Linked DNA regions of Pan troglodytes: region 2 is linked to region 1. Evidence: chromatin contacts called from public Hi-C data. All regions are on one chromosome and are shown on one strand. Each heading gives the region's core, a stretch centred on a gene start, on an enhancer-like site or on the middle of the called end of the contact. The rest is flanking DNA. Distances are from core to core; before and after follow the strand shown. Region 1 overlaps KCTD2 (potassium channel tetramerization domain containing 2). Region 2 holds the start of ARMC7 (armadillo repeat containing 7).

Region 1 (7,500 bases), core at 2,574-5,073:
TGCTCACTGGGATGCCCTCACCTTCTGCCTGAGCTGCTCCCCTGCGTGTGTATTTCCTCTTTAGAATTAAATTCTGAATTCCATTATCCAAAAAGGTTAAAAGTACCAGCATGCTGGGCACGGTGTTTCACACCTGTAATCTCGGCACTTTGGGAGGCCACGGTGGGAGGATTGCTTGAGTCCTGGAGTTCGGAGACCAGCCTGGGCAACATAGCGAGACCCCCCTTCTCTATCAAAAATAAAAGAATTAGCCAGGCATGGTGGCATACACCTGTAGTCCCAGCTACTCAGGAGGCTGACGTGGGAGGATCACTTGAGACCAGGAGGTGGAGGCTACAGTGAGCTGTGATTGCACCACTGCTCTCCAGCTTGGGTGACAGAGCTAGACCTTGTCTGGAAATAAAAAGTACCAGCAGCATATGACTTCCAGTAGCTGATCAGTGATTGGCTTGGTGCTTTCCAGAGCCTCCTGTCTCCAGTCTAGGGCTTCTGCTGATAGAGGAGCCAGCTGTGTGTGTGACTGAAGCAAGTGTCCATTTTGTTGGCAGATGCGTTCTGTCTTCCCTTGGTGTGCTCGACGGGGCGTGGGCATGTTAATCCTGCCGCTGACTGTGGGGGGACTTCAGAGCTTGGGTGAGGGGACAGTGGAGCTCATACTTTTCCTCCTGGGGAGGCCTCACCAATGATGCCCTGATGAAGAACAGGCCCATTTCTCCCCGGGGGCTTTGGTAGTCACAGAGAACTCATATAAAGAGTTAAACCTATGATAACTTAAAAGTTCAGTCGGAAGAGGGGTGATTTGTGTAGCACTTTCAAAAGTATGTTAAGGTTGCCACATGAATGTTCACTGTATTCTTGGTTCATCAGCTCATCAGCATCGGATCTTCCTATAACTACGGCAATGAGGATCAGGCAGAATTCCTCTGTGTTGTCTCCAGAGAACTAAATAATTCTACCAATGGCATCGTCATAGAGCCGAGCGAAAAGGCGAAGGTAAGGAGCCCCTTCCCTGGGCAGCTGCCTCTGGCTTGCTTGTTCGCACCCCCTCCGTGGGCTTTTCCTGAACTCTTGCTCCTCACTTCTTCCCTGGCCTTCTAGAGCCAGCGTTGCATTTTCCCCTCGTTTTGTTCTTTTTGACTGTTGTAATTTAAATTGGGATTTACGGAGCACTGACAGGTGTTTTTAGTTAGAAAATATGAACCTAAAAAGGGTAGACTTTCTCCATCCTCTGCCAAATCAATGAAAAAGAAAAGCTGGTTGCCACTAATTACTACAGGGTAGGATTTCTGAACTCAGACTTGGAAGATATTTTGCGTTTATTCTTTAAAACTGTGCTTTTTTCACTGCCTCAGGAGAAAAGGGTGTTTTCTTACCTTGGTGACCTTTACCTCCCTTAAGTTCCTGGAAAACTGTTTCTTTTCCCTCCACTGTGCACCCCCCTCACCCCCAACACACACACACACACACACACACACACACACACACACACACACATACACACACAGCTTCTAAATCGTGGATACCAGGTAAGCTGGAACCACTTCCTTTCAGTTGGCAAAGCTTTGGTCCAACAGCACATAAGCTTTAGACCCAGCTGTGCCCAGCAAGAGAGTGTTTCGCACCAGAAGCACTGCGGGTGAGGCTGCGGCTGCACCCCTGCTTGCTTCCTGGGATGACAGGACCATCATGCCACTCATCGGGTCCAGTGGAAAGCATCCCCCGACATCTCTGTCTTTCCCTCAGCAGCCTCAGCCTCTCCCCCATCTCCAACTTTCAGATTCTTCAGGAGAGAGGATCGCGGATGTAAACTAAGACCCCGAAAACTCCAGACCTTCAGGAGAGCAGTCAGCAGAGCCCCTCTGTGAAGTGAAACCTCGCTCCTGTCCAGTGACCGAGCCACTGCAAAGCACAGCTGATCCTGGCCCCCTGTGAAGAAGTGTTCTGGTCAAAACTAAAGGAACTCCCTCCCCACCTGCAGGACTCCGAAGACAGTGCGACTTCTGGCTGCAGAATACCTTTTCAGAAACCTGCTTTCATTTGCTTAGCCAGTATTAGAACAGATCTTTACAACAGCAGCTGGGCTGGGTTCCCATTCGGAGCCTTTCAGGGATCTGGGGGATGAGGGCGGAAGGCCTAGCTCTTTGGAAATGGCCTGTACTTTAAGGACACTGGAGCCAAGAGGATTGTTCCCGTGCCGTGCCATGGTTTCACCCTATGTGTGCCACAATGGACGTTAGCAGCTGCTTCGGAACACCGTCCCTCCTGTGCACCCTCCAAGACCTGCAGCAGATGCAAAGGGTTCTAGTTGCAGTTTGTCGAATTGAGGTTTTAGGTAAAGCATAGAGTTGCCAGAGTACCCCGCATTCCCATGAATAGAGCCTCCAAGGAAAGGGAGGATGGGGTGTCCTTTGTTGTGGTTGGAGGTTGGTGATCATTGCTCTGGATTTGGGGCTCCCGGCTGCCACCACATGCAGCTTTGCCTCAGCTTTCTCCAGCAGCCGGGACCCTCTGGAGAGCTTGTTTTCCCTCCAAGAGGAGGTTTGAGACAGGCGGCATCCTGCACTGAGTCAGACAGACAAGTGGGAGCTGTAGGAACTGCACCTGCAGCCTCTTCTTACTCCCCATTGACCCTGTCTTCCTTCCCTGGCTTTTTCAACTGGACCAAAGATGAAGGCACTTATGGACCCTTTGATGGCTTGGAGTGGGGAAGGCTGTTTCTTTGAAAGTTGCCAAATGTGTTATGTTGTTGTGTCTCAGAGAGAGTTATTTCTGTGACTCTCTTGGAAATGCCTTGACTGAATGTGCAATATTTGTGTCTCTTGGTTTCTAACCTTGGCGGACCTGCTCCCCTCTGTACTGTCCCCAGTGGTATGTATGTATGTGCTAGGCAGTCTGGGGACCCCCTGTGTCTCTGACCACCCCCCCGACCCCCGCCATTACTTTCTTTTCTGGAGTGCCATGCTGGCGAGGATCCGGACGCGGCAGCACCCTCTTTCGGGCTGCATCCACAGAGTTGGTGTCCACACTTTCTCTCCGAGCATGTGGGTCTCGCTGAGCAGTCGTGGAATGCGGTGGAGCCAGGGGACCCTGTCTGCCCCGAATAACTTTCAGTAGTATGGCAGATGGCACAGAGAAAGGGAAGGGGCTCTGGGGACTTCTTCTATGAAAGCCTCCTCGAGCCAGGTGCTCCTGGGCACCTTCAGAAGTAATGTCCTGTGTGCTTCACAGCTCACCTGCTTGCCAAGGTACGTCTGGGTAGTAGTTTCTGGAAATGACTGCAGACTGTGCCAAATGTCTTTTGAGCTTCTGACCTGACCATGCCCAGATGGCATAACTTTTCCCTAGGACCCTCACTCTCCTTGTTTCTCTGTATCTGTAGCATAGCATAGAACCCGGTATACAGGGGTTTCTGCTGACACATTAACGTCTACACACCTATGCGCCACATTTTACAGCTGTAAAGTGTTAGATGAACTGCCGTCCTCAGTAAAAGCAGCCACCCCTTCAAGAGTCACAGGCATCCATCCAGTTGTATCTTTCAGAGAAAAAAAAAGTTAGATGTAGCCAAGGAAAGTAGTGATCACGGGAAGGACTGCTCTGAGCCGGGTAGGATGGAGGACTTTGGAAGAGGCGCTCCTTGGCCAGGTCCAATGAGTAACATCAGACTGACAGAGGAAAAGCAGCTTGGTTTGCGGCCTTGTGCCCAGTCTCGTTGAGGCGCTTGTCCCTGTCTGCTTTCCTGGGGCATGCCTGATCAGCGTGGGCTGGAGCTCCTAGACCAACCCCAGCTTTCTCACCAGGTTCAGCAAGGAGGCCTGGGGGTCAGACACCAATGTTGAGCACCACCTGAGGGCGCCGTTTCCTTCATTCCTCTTAGATTCCATAGTTGCCGCCATGAAAAGACTGCTCTTGAGCCCCAAGGCACAGGCACATGCTCTGGGAAATAGACAGGAGTGGTATTTCCGCCCTCTCGGAGGGCTGGTGTTCACCAAGTTTCCCTCCTCGCTGCAACCCAATGACACCTGTATTGTTCCAGCGCTCCAGGACTCTGGGTTCTTAAGATTTCTGGGAGCGTTGTTCACCCACCCCCTTTAGGAACCAGGCTGGTGTTCTTGCTTGAAAGCGTTGTGCCCTCTGAGTGTCTGGCTGATCACATCAGAGAGGTCTGCGTGGCAGTTTGGGGCTGTCACGTGACCAGTGACCCACACTCTCTGCTGCCCAGTACTGCCAAGTGGGGAGGGTCCTGCCTTTTTCTCTGCCCCAGGTCTGGGACGCAGGTGATGCCAGCCAGGCCCAGGAGTGCCCAGCATCCCCCAGCTGATGACACAGTAGCACGGATTCTGTCTTTTCCTCAGAATCTGGCCTTTTTCCATGGCAATGAGGTGGGGCCCAGCCTCCTCTAAAGTGGCTTTGTTTCTGCACAGTTGTAACTGCTCTTGGGGGTGTCAGTGAGGCTGCGAGCAGGGAGCCACGGGATGCTGAGAGAGGAGGCCCGAGAGGACACCCCACCCTCCAGCGTGGCCTTTGATCCAGACTTAGGGACGAGGCTGTCACTGGTGGGCACCCTCTGTTCCTGTTTGTGTGTTTGAATAGTCTGAAATGCTGTGACTTTTTTTGTGTGAATAAAGATATGAAACAAACTTCTGAATCTCAAGAACTGTGGTGTGTTTTCCATTACTGCAGTCTCCCGGTTCCCACTGTCACTTCCTGTCGATGGTTCTCACATGGGTTTCAGGAGATGACTTAACTACCTTTCCTACCAGGACAGCTGACCAAGTCCTTTTCTCCTGCTACTGAAACCACCAAAGGGGGTGTTGGGCCTTCTCCCTCCTCCCTTTCATTTTACTGAATCTGAAAAGACCCAGAGAATGCAGAGAAACAGAAGGTGGGACAGATGGGCTGCCCACCAGAGAGCTGGAAAGAGACAAGGGGAGGAGTGTGATTTTTTTTTTTTTTTTTTTTTTCCCCGAGATGGAGTCTCGCTCTGTCACCCAGGCTAGAGTGCAGTGGTGCAATCTCGGCTCACTGCAACCTCTGCCTCCCATGTTCAAGCAATTCTCCCTCGGCTTCCTGAGTAGCTGGGATTACAGGCGCCTGCCTGCACGCCTGGCTAATTTTTGTATTTTTAGTAGAGACAGTATTTTGCTGTGTTGGCCAGGCTGGTCTCGAACTCCGACCTCAGGTGATCCTCCCGCCTCAGCCCCCCAAAGTGCTGGGGTTACAGGCATGAGCCACCATCCCCGGCCGTGAGATGGTTTTTAAGGGACAAGTCTTTCTGGAAGAGAGTGAGTGACTAGGTACAAGGAAGAGGATGAGTGAGGAACGTTTGGTGACAAGTAACCAACAAACAAGTATTGATCACTTCAGCATCAGGCGGGGCATGGGATCCTCAGAAGGTGTTAGTCCCTTCCAGACAGCATTTTCAGGTAGGGAGACAAAATGGACTCATACAGCTTAGTGAACAGGATGCGTGGGTGCATCCGTCAGGGTCCAATTGAGACCACAGCAGTTGTTAACTGGTAGTGGAGAAAGGAAAGGGCAGGAGTGGACACTGAGGCATCACAATGTAGGGATTGCAGGGTGCAGTCCTCACTCCTGGGACCTGAGAACAGTGGGAAGACATTGGGATTATTAAAGTGGAGATTTGGCCGGGCGCGGCGGCTCACACCTGTAAGCTCTTTGGGAGGCCGAGGCAGGCGGATCACCTGAGGTTGGGAGTTCGAAACCAGCCTGACTAACGTGGAGAAACCCCATCTCTACTAAAAAATACAAAATTAGCCGGACCAGCTACTCGGGAGGCTGAGGCAGGAGAATCACTTGAACCTGAGAGGTGGAGGTTGTGGTGAGCCGAGAGCACGCCATTGCACTCCAGCCTGGGCAACAAGAGCAAAACTCCGCCTCAAAAAAATAAAAGGGCTGGGCGCAGTGGCTCACGCCTGTAATCCCAGCACTTTGGGAGGCCGAGGCGAGCGGATCACGAGGTCAGGAGATCTAGACTATCCTGGCCAACATGGTGAAACCCCGTCTCTACTAAAAATATAAAAATTAGCTGGGCATGGTGGCAGGTGCCCGTAATCCCAGCTACTCTACTCGGGAGGCTGAGGCAGGAGAATGGCTTGAACCCGGGAGGCAGAGGTTGCAATGAGCAGAGATCACTGCACTCCAACCTGGTGACAGAGCGAGACTCAGTCTCAAAAAAAAAAAAAAGATTCACCTGCACTTTGGGAGGCCCAAGCTGGGAGGATTGCTTGAGCCCAGGAGTGTGAGATCAGCCTGGGCATCGTGGTGAGACTCTGTCTCTATGTAAAATTAAATCTAAAGATAAAATAAGGCCAAGTGTGGTGGCTCACACCTGTAATCCCAGCACTTTGGGAGGCCGAGGCAGGCAGATCACTTGAAGTCAGATGTTTGAGACCAGCCTGGCCAACATGGTGAAACCCTGTTTCTACTAAAAATACAAAAATTAGCCGGGCATGGTGGCACATGCTTGTAATCCCAGCTACTTGGGTGGCTGAGGCACGAGAATTGCTTGAACCCGGGAGGTGGAGGTTGCAGTGGGCCGAGATCACACCACTGCACTCCAACCTGGGTGACAGAGATTGTGTCTCAAAATAAAATGGAGATTCAAGAGGAGGGGACCGATGGAGAAGGACGTGCTGGCCAGTGGCAGCTGCTGCCTCTCAGAGGGTAGAGAAACCACCAAGAAACCAGCACCACTCCTGGAATCAGCTATGCCAGCACACAGCAGTGTTCTGTGGTTTGGCTCACAACAGGAAATACATTGTCCCTCCTTTTTTTCTCTCGTCTTGCAGTCTCCCTCAGCCTGTCCTACCAGGTTGAGCTAGGAGGGGGAAAATGTGGCTTGGAGCAGAGTTCAGAGGGTGGGTTTGGGGCTGAGAGACAACAATGTGGTGACTGGCTCAGTCCACCTGTTTGGTTCCCCTCACATGTACATGCTTCTGCACATACTTGAACTTGCATAGGATGGTGAAAAATGCTGGGTGTGGTGGCTCATGCCTATTATCCCAGCACTTTGGGAGGCCAAGGCAGGTGGATCACTTGAGGTCAGGAGTTTGAGACCAGCCTGGCCAACATGATGAAACCCCGTCTCTACTAAAAATACAAAGAATTAGGCTGGGCGCGGTGGCTCACGCCTGTAATCCCAGCACTTTGGGAGGCCGAGGCGGGTGGATCACGAGGTCAGGAGATGGAGACCATCCTGGCTAACACGGTGAAACCCTGTCTCTACTAAAAATACAAAAAATTAGCTGGGCGTAGTGGTGGGCGCCTGTAGTCCCAGCTACTCGGGAGGCTGAGGCAGGAGAATGGCGTGAACTCGGGAGGTGGAGCTTGCAGTGAGCCAAGATCGCGCCACTGCACTCCAGCCTGGGCGACAGAGCGAGACTCCGTCTCAAAAAAAAAAAAAAAAAATTAGCTATGCGTGGTGGCGGGTGCCTGTAATCCCAGGTACTCTGGAGGCTGAGGCAGGAAAATCGCTTG
Region 2 (7,500 bases), core at 2,283-4,782, 45 kb after region 1:
TGCTTTTGGTGCTAGTATCCACCAGGTTTTGTGTGCATCCCGTAATGAGCCCACTTCCTGAAAACATTTAAAGAAAAAAGATATCAGCTGGAGATGGCAGTGCGCACATGTAATCCCAGCTACTCGGGAGGCTGAGGTGGGAGGATCACTCAAACCTGGGAGTTTGAGGCCAGCCTGGGCAACACAGCAAGACCCTGTCTCTTTAAAAAAAAAAAAAAAAAATGCTGGGTGTGGTGGCTCACGCCTGTAATCCCAGCACGTTGAGAGGCCAAGACGGGTGGGTCACTAGAGGTCAGGAGTTCAAGACCAGCCTGGCCAACATGGCAAAACCCCATCTCTACTAAAAATACAAAAATTAGCCAGGCGTGGTAGCAGGCGCCTGTAATCCCAGCTACTTGGGAGGCTGAGGCAGGAAATTTGCTTGAACTGGAGGGGAAGAGGTTGTGGTGAGCTGGGATCACGCCACTGCACTACAGCCTGGGTGATGGAATGAGACTCTGTCTCAAAAAAAAAGCAAACAAAAAAAACACTTTGGGAGGTCAGAGCAGGAGGATCACTTGAGACCAGGACTTCAAGACCAGCCTGGGCAACATAGAGACCCTGTCTCTACAGAAAAATTAAGGAAAGGGAAAAAAAAAAGCCAAGTGTGGTGGATCATGCCTGTAATCCCAACACTTTGGAAGGCCAAGATGGGAGAATCACTTGAGAGGCCACCCTGGGCCACATAAGGAGACCTCCATCTCTACAAAAAATTTAAAACTTAGCTGGACATGGTGGCACAGGCCTGTAGTCCAAGCCACTCAGGAGGCAGAGGTGGGAGGATCCCTTGAGCCAAGAAGTTCAAGGTTGCAGTAAGCTGTGATCACACCACTGCACTCCAGCCTGGGTGACAGAGACCTTGTCCCCCCCTTCCCAAAAAAAAAAAAGGTATCAATGAATGTTCTGCATAGGAAACTTCCATCTCACCTGCTCCTAGGCAAGAATAGCAATCATCTCTGGGCAGAATTCCTTCAATAAATATTTATTGAGTATCTACTGTGTGCCAGAGACTGGGCAGAGGTAAGACCTACCAAGGGCTGAGAATTCCACCCCAAGGAGGGCCCCTCCCTGAGGCCTTAAGAAGGAGAAGACTGGCTGGGTGCGGTGGCTCATGCCTGTAATCCCAGCACTTTGGGAGGCTGAGACAGGTGGATCACGAGGTCAAGATATCGAGACCATCCTGGCTAACAAGGTGAAACCCCGTCTCTGCTAAAAATACAAAAATTAGGCCGGGCGCGGTGGCTCACGCCTGTAATCCCAGCACTTTGGGAGGCCAAGGCGGGTGGATCACAAGGTCAGGAGATCGAGACCATCCTGGCTAACACGGTGAAACCTCGTCTCTATTAAAAATACAAAACATTAGCCGGGCGTCGTGGCGGGTGCCTGTAGTCCCAGCTATTCAGGAGGCTGAGGCAGGAGAATGGCGTGAACCTGGGAGGCGGAGCTTTCAGTGAGCCGAGATCGCACCACTGCACTCCAACCCGGGTGACAGAGCGAGACACTGTCTCAGAAAAAAAATACAAAAATTAGCTGGGTGCAGTGGTGCGTGCCTGTAATCCCAGCTACTCGGGAGGCTGAGGCAGGAGAATCACTTGAATCTGGGAGGCGGAGGTTGTAGTGAGCCGAGATCGCACCACTGTACTCCAGCCTGGCGACAGAGCAAGACTCCATCTCAAAAAGAAAAAAAGGGAGAAGACCAATGAGGGAAGATGGGGTGGCCCATCTGATTCTGCAATCCCCATCTAGCTGATTGCCTGCGAACCTCTAGAGAAGGTCTGAGGCAGTTCCTGGGCAGGGAGGGATGGAGCTGACTTCCATCCTCCCTGTTTCTGGGCTCCTATTTGCTGCTCTATCCAGCAAGAGGCAGAGAAACCCCTTGGGCACCTAGGGGCAAGATGGACTTCCCAGGCTGCAGAGGCTCCCAACAGAAGCCAAAGGGCTTTGGTGAGGGTCCTGGGGCCTAGGTACCCAGACTAAGAAACTCCTGCGTCAGAGGGTGTACACAGGGCAGGGGCTGACCACAAGGACCTGAAACCTCAGAGGTGAGGCCTGCTTCCAATGGGGCTGCAGCTGGCTGGAGTGTGACGGCCACTCTGCCTTCATCCGGGCCCAGGGCTTAAAATAATGGTCCTTGCCTTTGTCAACCTAAATAACAGAGAGGCTCTCTCAAAGAAAATGATACCTATTTGGGCATAGGGCATTGCAATGGTAGTATCCATGCCATAGTAAACTATATGGGTATTCAGGGAGGTAAAGGAAGACAGGCTTTAAGGGAAAAAATAGGATTACATAATTGTTTTGAAATATTTATCCTTAGGTAGAAGGATTAATAACAAGGGTGACCACTCAAGGTTGGACAAGCGGTTGCTGGGCAGATGGCCATTCAAAAGTATGTTTTGTGCAAGGTTGTGACGCCCTTTGTGCAAGGTTGTGGTTTTTGCAGAGTCTTTGTGATAGTTTTCATTATCAGGTATTTATGCACGAGAACCCTCTTGTCATGGGTTTCTTGGGCTGTGTCCGGGTTTTTTTGTTCTGTTTTTTAACACAAGTGACTCCATTTAGATTAACAACTTTTGCACTCTCAGGACACTCACAGCCTAAGCCACCTCTACCCCTACGTTGTCAAATGCGATGGGAGTGTGGCTAGACCACCTCCTTCCCTGGTGCTTTGTTCCCTGTAACCACGAGCAATCTATCACACACCCGCTTCCTGATAATCGAGAAGGAATCGGCCGAAGGGCTTCAGCATCCAGAAAGCCCCGAAAGCGCCACAATCAAGGCTCCTCCTCGGGCTCCCCCGTGCTGCCCCGGGCGCGCGCCATCCACCCGGCTGACAAAAAGCACCAGGACATGACCCAGTACCCTTTGATTTCTGTCCAGAGGTGGCGGACCCACCTCGGGGCTGGGATGGAGGGCGGGTCGGGGTCGCTAGGCTTTTTGCAAAAGGGGCAAAGGACTGATGGGGGGCGTAAGGAGCTGACGCCCGCGCTCCAAAGGGGCGTCCTGGTCAAGGAGGATGGGCCGCGCCCCCGCCAGCCGTGGGGACCCTGGAGGTGCTTCTGCCTCGACGTCCTCCAACATGGGTGCTGCCAGACTCTGCTGCGCTCCTGAGTTGCTCCTCGCGGAATTCCAGCTACCCGACATGGGTGTCACATTTTCGGCTTCTGGGCCATGTCGGGACGGCGGGAGGACCCCGGGGGACCGGCGGGAGAGTGGGAAAGGTGGGGCGGGAAAGCCGAGCGAGGCCCTCACCCGCCCATCTGTTGGCGGGGGCGGCAAGTGGGTTTCTTTCTTGCGTTCAGATTTTGCAGTAATTTGCATCTGGACATGGGATACGGGAGGCCAGGCTGCTCCTCGCAGTACACCCACCCACGCCTGCACCTGCCTCAGCGAAGCCGCTCGCCGCTGGTTCCAGCACAGGCTAAAGAGCTTCGGTATCCAGAAAACCAGAAGCGCGCCGCGCACGCGCGCCAAGGAGTTCGGCGACGGCCCCGCCCCTCGCCTGCCTCGTCCCGCCCCTTCGGGGATAGGGACAGCGCGGCTTCCGCCGGGAGCCCGGAACCGAGCCGGGGACGGTGCGCCAGTGCCCCTCCGCGAGCCCCAACCCGTAGACGGTTCCCTCCCGCGCCCCAATTTCGATTTTCAAACGCAACTCCTACAGGATTCTGAGACCCCGTCCCATCTCCCATATCCCATTTCCAGCTGCAAATTACTGCAGAATCTGAACCCAGGAAAGAAACCCATTTGCCGACCCCCTCTTCCCTCTCCAGACAGGTGGAGAGCGGGTGAGGGTCTCGCTCGGCTTTCCCCCTGCACCTTTCCCACCCTCCCGCCCGTCCCTGGGGGTCCTCCGTCACCGCGGCCATGGCCCAGAAGCCGAAGGTGGACCCCCACGTCGGGCGGCTGGGATACCTGCAGGCGCTGGTCACGGAATTCCAGGAGACCCAAAGCCAAGGTGAGAGCCACGGTGGGATCAGGTGGCAGGGTCCGCTGTGACCGCCGCCCGGACCTGGCTTCAGTGCCGCTTTCCCGTTGCAGACGCCAAGGAGCAAGTCCTCGCCAACCTCGCCAACTTCGCTTATGACCCCAGCAACTACGAGTATCTGCGGCAGCTGCAGGTCCTGGATTTATTTCTCGATTCGCTGTCGGAGGAGAATGAGACCCTGGTGGAGTTTGCTATTGGTAAGGGCGGGGCCCGTTCCCTAGATGCCTAAATGGGCCAGGGTGAGATAAGTGAATTAGAAGTGAGTCCTTGGGGCCGGGCGTGGTGGCTCACACCTGTAATCCCAGCAGTTTGGGAAGCTAAGGCGGGCGGATCACCTGAGGTCAAGAGTTCGAGACCAGCCTGGCCCACATGGCGAAACCCCGTCTCGTACAAAAATTAGCTAGACGTGGTGGCGAGTGCCTGTAATCCCAGCTACTAGCGAGCCTGAGGCAGGAGAAGCTTGAACCCAGGAGGCGAATGTTGCAGTGAGCTGAGATCGTGCCACTGCACCACAGCCTCGGGGACAAGAGTGAGACCCCGTCTCAAAAAAAAAAAAAAAAAAGCCGCACACAGTGGTGTGCACCTGTAGGCCCAGCTACTCTGGAGGCTGAAGCAGGAGGTATTGCTTGAGTCTGGGAGGCAGAGGCCGAAGTGAGCTGAGATTGTGCTACTGCACTCCAGCCTGGGCGACAGAGTGAGACCATGTCTCAAAAAAATATGTTTTAAAAAGAGCAGTTTTGTAGCCGGGCGCGGTGGCACACACCTGTAATACCAGCACCAGCACTTTGGGAGGCTGAGGTGGGCGGATCACCTGAGGTCAGGAGTTCAAGATCAGCCTGGCCAACATGGTGAAACCCCATCTCTAACTAAAAATACAAAAATTAGCCGGGCATGGTGGTGGGCGCCTGTAATCCCAGCTACTTGGGAGGCTGAGGCAGGAGAATCGCTTGAACCCGGTAGGCAGAGGTTGTAGTGAGCCAAGATGGCACCACCGCACCCCAGCCTGGGCAACAGCGAGACTCTGTCTCAAAAAAAAAGCAATTTCAGGCCGGTGAGGTGGCTCACACCTTTAATCTCAGCACTTTGGGAGGCCGAAGCAGGGAGATCACTTGAGTTCTGGAGTTCAAGACCAGCCTGGGCAACATGACAAAACCCCATCTCTGCTTTAAAAAAAAAAAAAAAAAAAATTAGTCTGGCGTGGTGTCCCAGCTACTCAGGAGGCTGAGGTGGGAGGATTGCTTAAGCCTGGGAGGTCAAGGCTGCAGTGAGCTGGGATTGGGCCACTGTACTCCAGCCTGGGTGACAAAACGAGAATCTGTCTCAAAAACAAAAATAACTCATATTTAGTGTTTTCATATCAAGAGAAGCAGAGATGGCTTGCAGTCTGTAACTTATGGCTTTTGTCGTTGTTATGATCTTAAGACCTATTGAGTTATTCACTGGGTAGATATTTATTGCGCATGTGCCGTATATGCAAGCTACTGCTCTAAATGCTGGAGTATGGTGAACAGCTTAGGGAAAGGTCTTTGCCCCTCAGGAGCTTACATTCTATTAGGGGGGACAGGTGGTTAGCAAACAAAAAAGATGATGCTCAGAAGGAAGTAAATGGGGTGATGAGAGACAGCAGTGGAAGGTGGGGGTTACTTCAGTTTTGGCCATCATGAGAAAGGCATTTTAGCTGGGACACAGCATGGGCAAAGGCCTTAAAACAGGAAGGAGCCAGACGGAAGGCTGATGTGGGAGGATCGTTGCAGTGAAGTGGAGAATGGCACAAAAAGAATTTAGAGAGTTCAGTGGCACCAGAGCTTGCAGGAGCTTAGATCTAGGCCGTGGGAAATAGTTTGAAGCAAACAAAATTTTGAGAACAAACAAAAATTCCTTTTTCAAGCAATGCACAGTGCCCACCTGTAGTCCCAGATACTCAGGAGGATCGCTTGAGCCCAGGAATTTGAGGCTGTAGTGTGTGTGATTGCACGATTGCACCTGTGAATGGCCACTGCACTGCAGCCTGGCCAACACGCGCGTAGTCACCTGGCTGAAGTCTTGTCAGGCTTCTCCACTGTAAAATTACTCTTTCTTTCCCCTCTTTACGTATTATACCCATTGGAAGGAAGTCACTACATAAATTATCTTAAATCTCTCTTTTTATTCTCTTTTTCTTTTCTTCTTTTTTTTTTTTTTTTTTGAGATAGGGTCTCACTCTGTCACTTAAGCTGGAGTGCAGTGGTGTGATCATAGCTCACCATAAACTTGAACTCCTGGGCTCAAGCAGTCTTCCTGCCTTAGCCTCCCGAGTAGCTGTGACTACAGGTGTGCACCACCATGCCCAGCTAATTTTTTTTTTTTTTTAATTTTTTGTTGTGACAGGATCTCACTGTGTTGCCCAGACTGGTCTCGAACTCCTGGCCCCAAGAAATAAATCCCTTGTAACCCTAAACAGACCCTCATTTCATAACACTGATTCTTGAAGGCCCCAACCAGGAATGCAAATGTTCCCCCTTCCGGTTTGTCTCATTGCCTCTTTGTGGTTTCTTTATCCCCTTTATTTCCTATAATCCAGAAATTGGGTTGAATGTCTTGATAGGATCAAATAACACATTTTTTATTTTATTTTATTTTATTTCATTTCATTTTATTTTTTGAGATGGAGTCTTGCTCTGTCGCCCAGGCTGGAATGCGGTGGTGCAATCTCAGCTCACTGCAACCTCTGCCTCCTGGGTTCAGACAGTTCTCCTGCTTCAGCCTCCCGGGTATGGGATTATAGGCGCCTGCCACCACGCCCGGCTAATTTTTGTGTTTTTAGTAGAGACGGGGTTTCACCATGGTGGCCAGGCTGGTCTCAAACTCCTGACCTCAGGTGATCCGCCCGCCTCAGCCTCCCAAAGTGCTGGGGTTACAGTCGTGAGCCACCACACCTGGCCCAACTAACACATTTTTAAAAATACTTTTTATTTATTTATTTTTTTTTGAGATGGAGTCTTGCTCTGTCGCCCAGGCTGGAGTGCAGTGGCGCGATCTTGGCTCACTGCAAGCTCCGCCTCCCGGGTTCACGCCATTCTCCTGCCTCAGCCTCCCAAGTAGCTGGGATTACAGGCGCCCCCCCACCAGGCCCGGCTAATTTTTTGTACTTTTAGTAGAGACCGGGTTTCACCGTGTTAGCCAGGATGGGCTCAGTCTCCTGACCTCGTGATCCGCCTGCCTCGGCCTCCCAAAGTGCTGGGATTACAGGCGTGAGCCACCGCGCCCGGCAGAAATACATTATGATAAGTGTGATTCAAATTTTTCAAACACCATCCAGGTCTCCTCTAAAGAGGAGAGGAGATTCCTGGGGCCAGACTACAAATGAGGGTCTTCTCTCCATGAGGGGGCTCCAGCACATGTGTGTACACATTCACACCCCCACAGACAGCTGCCCCTTGGCCACTCCCTGGGTTTGGAAGTGCACACACCAACAGTGGCATTCACTCCTGGGAGTC

The links. A called contact is a pair of places that touch in the nucleus more often than the background predicts.
Region 2: a contact with region 1 is called in a Hi-C map of induced pluripotent stem cells, with 2.0 times the contacts expected there. The contact joins the promoter of ARMC7 here to the enhancer-like site in region 1. A contact is called at or near these places in 3 of 7 Hi-C or Micro-C datasets (induced pluripotent stem cells and stem cell-derived neural progenitor cells), 1 of 1 datasets of contacts at active chromatin or transcription factors (stem cell-derived excitatory neurons) and 1 of 1 other capture datasets (stem cell-derived neural stem cells).

Annotation. Positions count from the first base shown.
Region 1 is chr19:88,056,653-88,064,152 of NHGRI_mPanTro3-v2.0_pri, forward strand. KCTD2 (potassium channel tetramerization domain containing 2) reads left to right here. Exons shown (of 6, transcript XM_001138510.7): 5 at 868-993; 6 at 1,778-4,657. The coding sequence ends at 1,807. Among named protein-coding and RNA genes, the nearest start is that of ATP5PD, 18 kb to the left of the region's middle. Within about 2 kb of position 3,824, at least 7 of the 24 cell types and tissues checked have an H3K27ac peak or open chromatin away from gene starts, as enhancers often do. A contact at or near this core is called in induced pluripotent stem cells and stem cell-derived neural stem cells, where this site is marked.
Region 2 is chr19:88,101,769-88,109,268 of NHGRI_mPanTro3-v2.0_pri, forward strand. ARMC7 (armadillo repeat containing 7) reads left to right here and starts at 3,533. Exons shown (of 3, transcript XM_016932915.4): 1 at 3,533-3,994; 2 at 4,078-4,221. The coding sequence starts at 3,904.